Linked DNA regions of Zea mays: region 1 is linked to region 2. A link is a contact called in public Hi-C data. All regions are on one chromosome and are shown on one strand. Each heading gives the region's core, a stretch centred on a gene start, on an enhancer-like site or on the middle of the called end of the contact. The rest is flanking DNA. Distances are from core to core; before and after follow the strand shown. Region 1 holds the start of LOC100275460. Region 2 holds the start of LOC100274157 (Transducin/WD40 repeat-like superfamily protein).

Region 1 (4,469 bases), core at 880-3,379, 260 kb after region 2:
CCAAACGTATCTTTAGGGTAGAGAAAGGATCCGACGATCAAATAAGAGTATCTTCAATAACGATGGTTTTTAAAATAGAGATTTCGTGATCCTAGCTATAAGCTGATCAAATGAGAGTATCATCTTCGGTGGTGGTGTTAAAAATAGGGCTTTCAAGGAGTGGAAATTGGAGTTTATTACATGTTATCAGTTTAAGATTTTTTCTCTAATCTGAAATGTATTCTTTTTAATGTAAAAAAGATAGAGTAGGGTTCTGGTTTTATAATGAAAAGGTGCTCAATTAAATAGTAGCACGTAAACACATGTATTCCCTCTGCTCATAAATATATGATACCGTTAACTTTTTAAAAAACTTTCATCACTTGTCTTATTCAAAAAACAATAAGTTATTATTTATTTTTTGTAATTTGTTTTATCACTTAAGTTAGTTTATGCTTAGCTTAAAATTTTATATTTTTAAATAAATGTTTTGAATAAGACGAGTGCTTAAAGTTTTTGAAAAAAAAATAAACGATGACGGATGTATATAGTACTCTTTTATCTAAAATTCAACAGATGAGTTATATATTGGGAGAAGAATTTGGTACCGTGCCGTGATCGTCGCGGGCAGACAAGTACCGAGGTACACGAGTACTTGTTTGTCCTACACCGACCTTGTTAGGAATAAAAAAAGCGCGTATACGAAAGGAATACGGGAAAAAAGGAGAAGTCATGTACGGACGCTACGTGTCGCCGACAAATGGTCCACATTGGCCAACCAAAACCGTGTGCGTGCATGGCACCGCTCCGTCGCATACAAACTCCAAGCCTTGGCCTTTCGTACGTACGTGTCATCCCTGCCAGCAGCAGCCGTACATTCGTTTGCGTTGTCCATGTTCATCGACCGTCGGCCGGTCTCCCGGCCTCTCTGCTATATGCGTGTCACTGGGCGGCGACAGTGCACGGGCGTACGTCGTCGCATACACACACACATGCACGTACGCCCTCCGCGCGCATTCCGTCGTTAGCCCCCGGCTGCCGGTGCATCGACACGACACGGCCTGTGTGCGAATGGTGAATGGACAGGTAATAGTTGGTCGCAGGCTACTCCAGCTACAGGAACAGAGGAGCTGCAGGGACAGATCCGACGACCAGCGGTGTCGGCACCCTCGTTTCGGTGGCACGTACGTACAGCGCGTGGCTCTCGGCACAGGGACAGGATCCCGGCCCGTCGTGCCGTCGCTGTTGCAAGTGTCACCATAAGACATGCATGTACTGCTAGCCTAGCTACTAACCGTAGCTACTAGGTACTAGGAGGCACCCTAGGCAGCACGGGGACCGGCCGTTGGTGTACGTGGAGGCAGGCAAAGCAAAGCAAAGCAATGCAATGCATGATGGCATTGTCGCGGTCTGTGCTCTGAATGCCTGCACTGCATCTGCATGCATGGGCCGATATGCCGGGCACGGGCAGGGCAGCACAGATGCCGCATGCGGCATGCACCAAACAAATCAACGAGGACGGCCGGTCCGGTCGTCGGCGCAGCTAGCCCCTGCGCGCGGAGGACGAAAGAAAACAGGCTAGGAGACAAGGGCCGGCCGGGCTTGCAGAGATCTGCATCGAATCACGCAGGCAGGGCAGGCACACGACGCGAGAGCGGACACGCGAAAGAAGGGGGGGGGGGGGGGGGGGGGGGGGGTGGCGGATCGGTAGCATGCGATGCGCGCGGCAGACCAGCAGCAGTGAGGGATCGGACGTGCGTGCCAGCGGAAGCGGCCACGGGGTGTCGTGTCCGCGCGCCCACAGGAGTGCCGCCACGAGGGAGGGGAGGGGAAGGGGGCGTCGTCAGTCGTCACGAGAGCAGGGGCGGGGCCGCGTGGGGCGGGGTGGCACGGCGCACACGCGTCCGCGCCCCGGGGGCCGGGGCTCGCGGTGTCGCCCACCGGATGGCCCGCGCGGCCGCTAGCTAAGCTAAGCTGCGCAACACCCCGGCCGCCGTCCCGATTCGTTGAATTGAACCAGCGTGCGCGCGCGCGGCCGAGGAAGGTAACTCCTGGGCCCTGGCTGGTTGATCGCCTTCAGCGCGTGACTGCAGGTCCGTAACAGGCGGTGAAGGCGACATATGTTCAGTCGCGGTAATATACTCCACAGTGCCCACGGATGTTCCTTCTCCTTCGTGCGGGCCACCTGGGGTGGGACCTGGAGCACAGGCCGGGTTGGTGGTGGTCGTTGTGCCAAGGAGCCAGAGCCCATAGCCCGGGGCCTCTCGGCGATCCAGAGGCCGGCCGGGCCCGGTCCCTTGGTGTGGCGGCGGGTCCCACGCCGATCCGGGGCCCAGCACCGGGCACCGCCGCGGGCCCCACGTCTACAGATTCGCGTCGTGCTCTAGGGAGGCTTGGCGCCCCCCAACCCCAACTATAAATAACGGCCGTCCTCTCCCCGTCTTCTACACTACACACACCCTCCTCCTCCGGTTCTCCTCGCACCTTCTCCCACCTCTGCTCTGCTCTGCTCTGCTCTCCCAGGCCAGGCCCTGCAGCTGCAAGCACCGAGGACAGACAGAGTCGCTCGCTTCGCCACCACTAGCTGTTGCTTGCCTGCCACCCAAGGATTTCCTTCCATCGAGATCAAGTAGCGTAGCGGCTTGCCTGACCAAGAGGCAGAGCTCTCGATGACGAAGCAGGGCATGGTGGTGCCGGTGCCTGAAGCGGCCGTGGCGGTACCGCCCAACTCGGCGCCGCTGTTCCAGTACCCGCCGCCGCGGGCCGCGCCGGGCGTCGCCGTGCGCAAGAAGTGCCTGCAGATGGGCGCCGGCGCCGGGCGCATCGGCGGCTGGGTGGAGTCCATGCGCGCGTCCTCGCCCACCCACGCCAAGGCGGCCGCCGCGCTCGCCGCGGGCGTCGAAGAGGAGCGGTACGCCGCGTGGATGGTGCGTCCGCGTCCGCCCCCTGCATTATCGCTGTCCGTGCCGATATCGTCGCGCGTCCCCCCTGATGATGGATCCGAATCCGATCGTGCAGGTGAAACACCCGTCGGCGCTGGCCATGTTCGACCAGCTGGTAGCGGCGTCCAAGGGGAAGCAGATCGTCGTGTTCCTCGACTACGACGGCACGCTGTCCCCCATCGTCGACGACCCCGACGCCGCCTACATGTCCGACACGGTACTGTCCCCGCCCTCCCCTCCCTGCTCCATTCACCTGTGGCTGGCTCTGATCAACGCCGTTTTGTTTCCCCCCCGGCCAGATGCGGCGGGCGGTGCGGAGCGTCGCCAAGCACTTCCCGACGGCGATCGTGAGCGGGCGGTGCCGCGACAAGGTACGCGCGCGCGCGCGCCATGGACCGACTATCGATGGTCGATCACAGCCACTGAATGAAGCTCAACACTGATTGCTGTCGTCGCAGGTGTTCGAATTCGTGAAGCTGGCAGAGCTGTACTACGCCGGCAGCCACGGCATGGACATCAAGGGCCCCGCCAAAGGGTCCCGGCACACCAAGGTACCCATCCATTCCAACCTTTGTCCCTGCATCCTCTCCGGCCACCCCAAGATACTTATCTCGCTCTGTCTGTCCTATGTGTGTGGCTCACAGGCCAAAGGAGGCGGCGTTCTCTTTCAGCCGGCCAGCCAGTTCCTGCCCATGATAGAGCAGGTACAAAATCCATGCATGCCCATGGCTGTCCAGTCCTCCTCCTCCTCTGCGTCTGCAATGCTCAATTTCGTTTGTGCTGTCAGGTGCACGATTCTCTGGTGGAAAAGACCAAGTGCATACCTGGAGCCAAGGTGGAGAACAACAAGTTCTGTGTGTCTGTCCACTTCAGATGCGTCGATGAGAAGGTAGCTTTAGTGGGCCTCCTCCTTTTTCTCTTCATATTACTATTATTTTTATGTGTTGAGACCTGAGAGAGAGATTTGTTTTGCTCAATCAGAGCTGGATCACGTTGGCGGATATGGTGAAGTCGGTGCTCAAGGACTACCCGAAGCTGAAGCTGACGCAGGGCAGGATGGTGTTCGAGGTCCGCCCCACCATCAAGTGGGACAAGGGCAAGGCCCTGGAGTTCCTCCTCGAGTCCCTCGGGTACGCCGACTGCACCGACGTGCTGCCCGTGTACATCGGCGACGACCGCACCGACGAGGACGCCTTCAAGGTGCTCCGCAAGCGCGGGCAGGGCGTGGGCATCCTCGTGTCCAAGCACCCCAAGGACACCTGCGCCTCCTACTCGCTGCAGGAGCCCGCCGAGGCAAGTATACCCCGTGTCCCCGTCTCGACTCCGCCGCCGCCACCCCTGCGCCTCCTACGACGCTGACATCTTCTTCTTGGTGACGTGTGCAGGTGATGGAGTTCCTGCTGCGGCTTGTCGAGTGGGAGCGCCTCTCCAAGGCCCGCCCCAAGTGGTGATCCAATCCACGACGACAGATGACGATCGAGCTGGGATTAATTATACACTATATATGCTCAATATATAAGTTAGTTATACTAAGGGTGATGGATTAAT
Region 2 (4,171 bases), core at 309-2,808:
GCTAAGATGCCTTTCGAAAAGGTTTGAACGATGAAGAACATTTATGTCGTTGCAACTACCTGGCAGACCAAAATATGCATGCCATATCCACAAGTCATACGACGCAACAGCTTCCAAGATCATGGTAGGATGTTTACCACGCCCTGTAAACATCCCCTTCCATGAACTTGGGCGGTTACGCCACTCCCAATGCATGCAATCAACACTACCAAGCATACCAGGAAACCCACGTGACTCGCCAACTTGGAGAAGGCGTGCGATATCTTCTGCATTTGGTGCACGAAGATAGTACGGAGCAAACGCGGTTTGGACGGCCGTGCAAAAGTGTTTCAATGCCTCATGAGCAGTAGATTCGCCAATACGCACGTATTCGTCAACGGCATCAGCTGGAATACCGTAAGCAAGGATTCGAACAGCAGCAACAACTTTCTGTAGAGCAGAAAGACCCATCTCACCCGCACAATTTGGACGTTGAATAAAATAAGGATCCACTTGTTGCACAGCATCAACAAGGCGCTCAAAGACATGGCGACGCATGCGGAACCTACCATAGAATTCATGTGTCATAATAGGGGTCGTAGAGTTTTGTACATGGTAAAAAGAATGTGTTAATTGTAAATACCTCCTACGAAATTGAGCATCCGTGTACACGGGGTTGGCTCCAAAGTAGTCCGCTCGGATTCTTGCATCGCCGCTCATGTGATCACGATGAATCCTAACACGCCCTGGAATCGAACCACCATGACGACGCTCATTGCGTGCACGTCGCCTCCTATTGACCATGTGCCTCGCCAACTGCAACTCTTCTTCTTCCTCTTCCATTTCTTCCATCAAGCGCACAAGAAAATTGTTTTCTAAGTAGGGATTCATGGTAGTCGAGTTTGTAAAGGCAAGGTTGAGTGAAGTATGGAAGGGTCACTTGGTATTTATAGAGGAAGTACGCTTCGGATAGAAGACAAGCGCTTGTCGTGCAAGGGAAGCAAGGCTATGGCTTCTCGAAGAAGAGTACTGGCTTACGGTGCAAGATTGTCCATTTTAAAACTTATTTTGGCAACAATATTATAGTATGTGGCGCGTTACCCACAACAATTACACAACAACAAAACAATCAATGTAATTATTATTGATATTTCGAATTTATTGCTTTAAAAATTAATAAATACAATTTTTTCGGATCATTTGTATAGTGTCAAATGAGAACAAAACAAAGAAAAATGAAAAAGAAATGGAAAATGTGAATCTGTTAACACTGTAGCTATAGGGGATGGAATTTAGAGGACGCTGCTGGAGACGGAGAATATATAGAGGACAGAATCTTTTAGAGTGTTCTGTAAAGGACAGAGAATATTCCTTTAGGGGACGAAATTTAGGGGATGCTGCTGGAGACAGTCTTATCCAGTACGCCCTCACCATCACCAACTCACCATCACCAACGCACGCGAGGCAGCCGCTGGCGCGCTGGGCCCGCCTGTTCCCCGAGGCCCGGTCTGTCGTGCGTTCCCATCCACCCGCTCCGGAGTCCGGACACGCGCTCCGCACCCAGGCGCAAGGGTGGTTTGGTTGGCCTCCGCCCCCGCGTCGCCTCGTCTCTGGGCCTGCTCGCCTCATTGCCCCCCGTGCTGCCTACGCTTTTGCCAGCGCGCGCCCCACCACCACCGGAAAAGAAATTCCCCAATTCTACTCCACCCGGCGCGCTCTCCCCACGCGCATCCGGATCCGTCCGCTCTGATCGAGGTATGGCCTCTCGAATCCGCGTTAGATTCGTCCCCTGTCTCTTCATCCGAACCCGCGTGCTGAATTTTTCGTTTCTACCGGGTAAATTTGGGGTGGTTGGTTGGGTGATTTTGCATAAGAAGTGAGTTGATCTGGACTCTGTGCCTGCCTGTGAGGGCGAGGAGGGCATGGACGAGTTCGAGCTGGAGGACAACCTCGAGTTCATCCTCCAGAGCATCCAGGAGCTGATGGAGGACCCGGGGGACAACAACGCCTTCGGAGACGCCAACCAGAACGAGCTCTTCGCCAGCATCGTTAACTACGACCAGGTCTGCTATCGATGTTTCTTCCGTGTGGTGGTTTCATCCGGGGATCGCTGTTTTGTCGGGGATGAAATTTTGATCCCCTCTCCTCGTTTTTTTCCTGAGGAATGTGTTATTGATTGTCTTGCAGGAGAACATGCTGCCCGACGTGTCTGCAGCGGACGTTGCTGCAGGGAAGGACATTCAGGGGATCCCGTGGGAGAAGATGCTCTTCGGGAGGGATAAGTACCGGGAGATGAAGATGAAGAACTACAGAAATTACCAGAATCTAAGTTACGCACGGGAGGATGCTTTGCAGGTACTCAACACTTGGTCATTTCATATTTCCCCCAATCGATGTCCACTCAAATTCTATTTTTAACAGTAGAATGTTCAACTCACTTATGCCCAATACTCCTAGGTTGCTTCCACATAGTCATGAGTCTGTGGTAAGGTACAGTCGTGGATATATATACTGTGTATGGCATCATGCTTGGTTTTTACATGCGAAACATTGAAAACTTTAGGAATATTGATATTTTTCTGAATTGTATTTTTTTGATAATGGTCCTGAATCGCACTTGTGTTGCCTTTTCATGTGAATCACAAGCCAAGCTATGATAATCAAATGTCTTATGTAAACAAATTTGTTCGACATATCTAACCTAGATATTTAATTGCCTCAACATTTTAGTGGTATATTTTGTTGACGTATTCCCTTCCCAACATGGCATTTAACACTACATTATATTGTTTATTTATGTATGTGGAATGAGATAGACGTGGCATTGAAGGCCTCTTTTTTTAATAGGGTTCTGGATTCTTAAATCTATGTTTCTGAATCCTTTTCTGCCTATAAATTTCTTGGGTGAAACAGAATCATTAATTTGGATAGTTTGGTAGGTTCAGATGACAGTGAATTTCTAGTGCGTTAATAAAATCACATTTGAGTGATTTCCACAGAAATTGGCTGCAACTAAATTCCAGTCGTGACTTTGTTATCTATATTTTGCAGTTACCCTGACACCAATGTTTATTCGTTTGGATATTTGGTACTCTGTCAATATAACCATAAACATGGCAGCTTTGTTTTAGAATTCTGGCCCAATCATTACTTCTAACTTATTCATATGATAGTTGTGGTACAAGAGTGAATGTGCGACCTACATTGACTCCTAATACTAATTACATTGACAATCAGTTACTACATGCAAACTGTTGGTTCAAATCTGTGATCTTGTTTGTTAAGAAAATTTACAAGATGATATTTGTAATGATTCAGTAGCCGGCAAATACTTGGTCAGGAAAAACTATCGAAAGGTGGAGATCATGGGATTAGGAAGGATATGAATGAAAAGTTTAGTATGGTCAGAACTCTGAAGCTTGCACTGATTTGCCCAAAGATGGGGTAGAATACACATTTATAATCGAATACAAAAGTCTATATAATGATCACCAAATTAGGACGAATGACATGTCAGAGAGCATATCCGTTGTTATCCAGTTCTGAGATTAAGTGTATCTATCCGTCTATAATTATGCAGGATCTGCTTTGTTATCACTTTTAGATGCATATTGTTTTGTTTCGGTTGGCAAAAAACTCTTGAAAACATAATTACCACCACTACTTATCACTATACTGCCGATTTCATGTCTAAACCAAAAAAACACTACCATTGCTATAGTTCATGGGGTTGATTGTCATGCTTAGCTATGGAATTTTACTCAGTTTTTTTGGTCCTTTCTTTCTTTTTTTTCTTCTCTGTGGGCAGCAGAAGGCATGGATGAACTTTAGGTAAGGTGGGTTTGGTTTGGGTGCATGTGCTCATGCTGCTCATTGATGGAGATGGGTGCTAGCTTTTCATATCTATTATGGTTCAAGGTGGTGGTTTGTTGGGGGCATACCATAGTTTCAAAGGCGTCGCCTAAGCGTCTAGGTGCCCAAACATAGCTAGGCATCCCCGTCGCCTAGCTAAGAACCAGCAAGAGGGTGCGGAAGGGGAAGGGGAGAAGCTGAATCGGAGCGGCGGCGGCCGCCGAATCGGGCAAGCGGCGGCTCGAATCAGGCTGGCGGTGGCCAAATCAGGGTGGCGGTGGCCGGAATCAGGGCGGCGGTGGCCGAAATCGGTGGCGGAGGCGGTAGAACTGGGGTGGAG

Evidence for each region. A called contact is a pair of places that touch in the nucleus more often than the background predicts.
Region 1: a contact with region 2 is called in a Hi-C map of endosperm, with 4 times the contacts expected there. The contact joins the promoter of LOC100275460 here to the promoter of LOC100274157 in region 2. A contact is called at or near these places in 6 of 25 Hi-C or Micro-C datasets (bundle sheath, ear, endosperm and 2 more).

The regions. Positions count from the first base shown.
Region 1 is chr1:222,673,636-222,678,104 of Zm-B73-REFERENCE-NAM-5.0, forward strand. It overlaps LOC100275460, which reads left to right and starts at 2,130. Exons shown (of 8, transcript XM_035964242.1): 1 at 2,130-2,906; 2 at 2,998-3,138; 3 at 3,221-3,292; 4 at 3,380-3,472; 5 at 3,566-3,625; 6 at 3,709-3,810; 7 at 3,903-4,214; 8 at 4,307-4,469. The coding sequence starts at 2,649. The coding sequence ends at 4,372.
Region 2 is chr1:222,414,590-222,418,760 of Zm-B73-REFERENCE-NAM-5.0, forward strand. It overlaps LOC100274157 (Transducin/WD40 repeat-like superfamily protein), which reads left to right and starts at 1,559. Exons shown (of 10, transcript NM_001148535.2): 1 at 1,559-1,734; 2 at 1,857-2,042; 3 at 2,167-2,334. The coding sequence starts at 1,902. It overlaps LOC103643318 (protein ALP1-like), which reads right to left and starts at 895. Exons shown (of 2, transcript XM_008666471.4): 1 at 623-895; 2 at 1-544. The coding sequence starts at 870.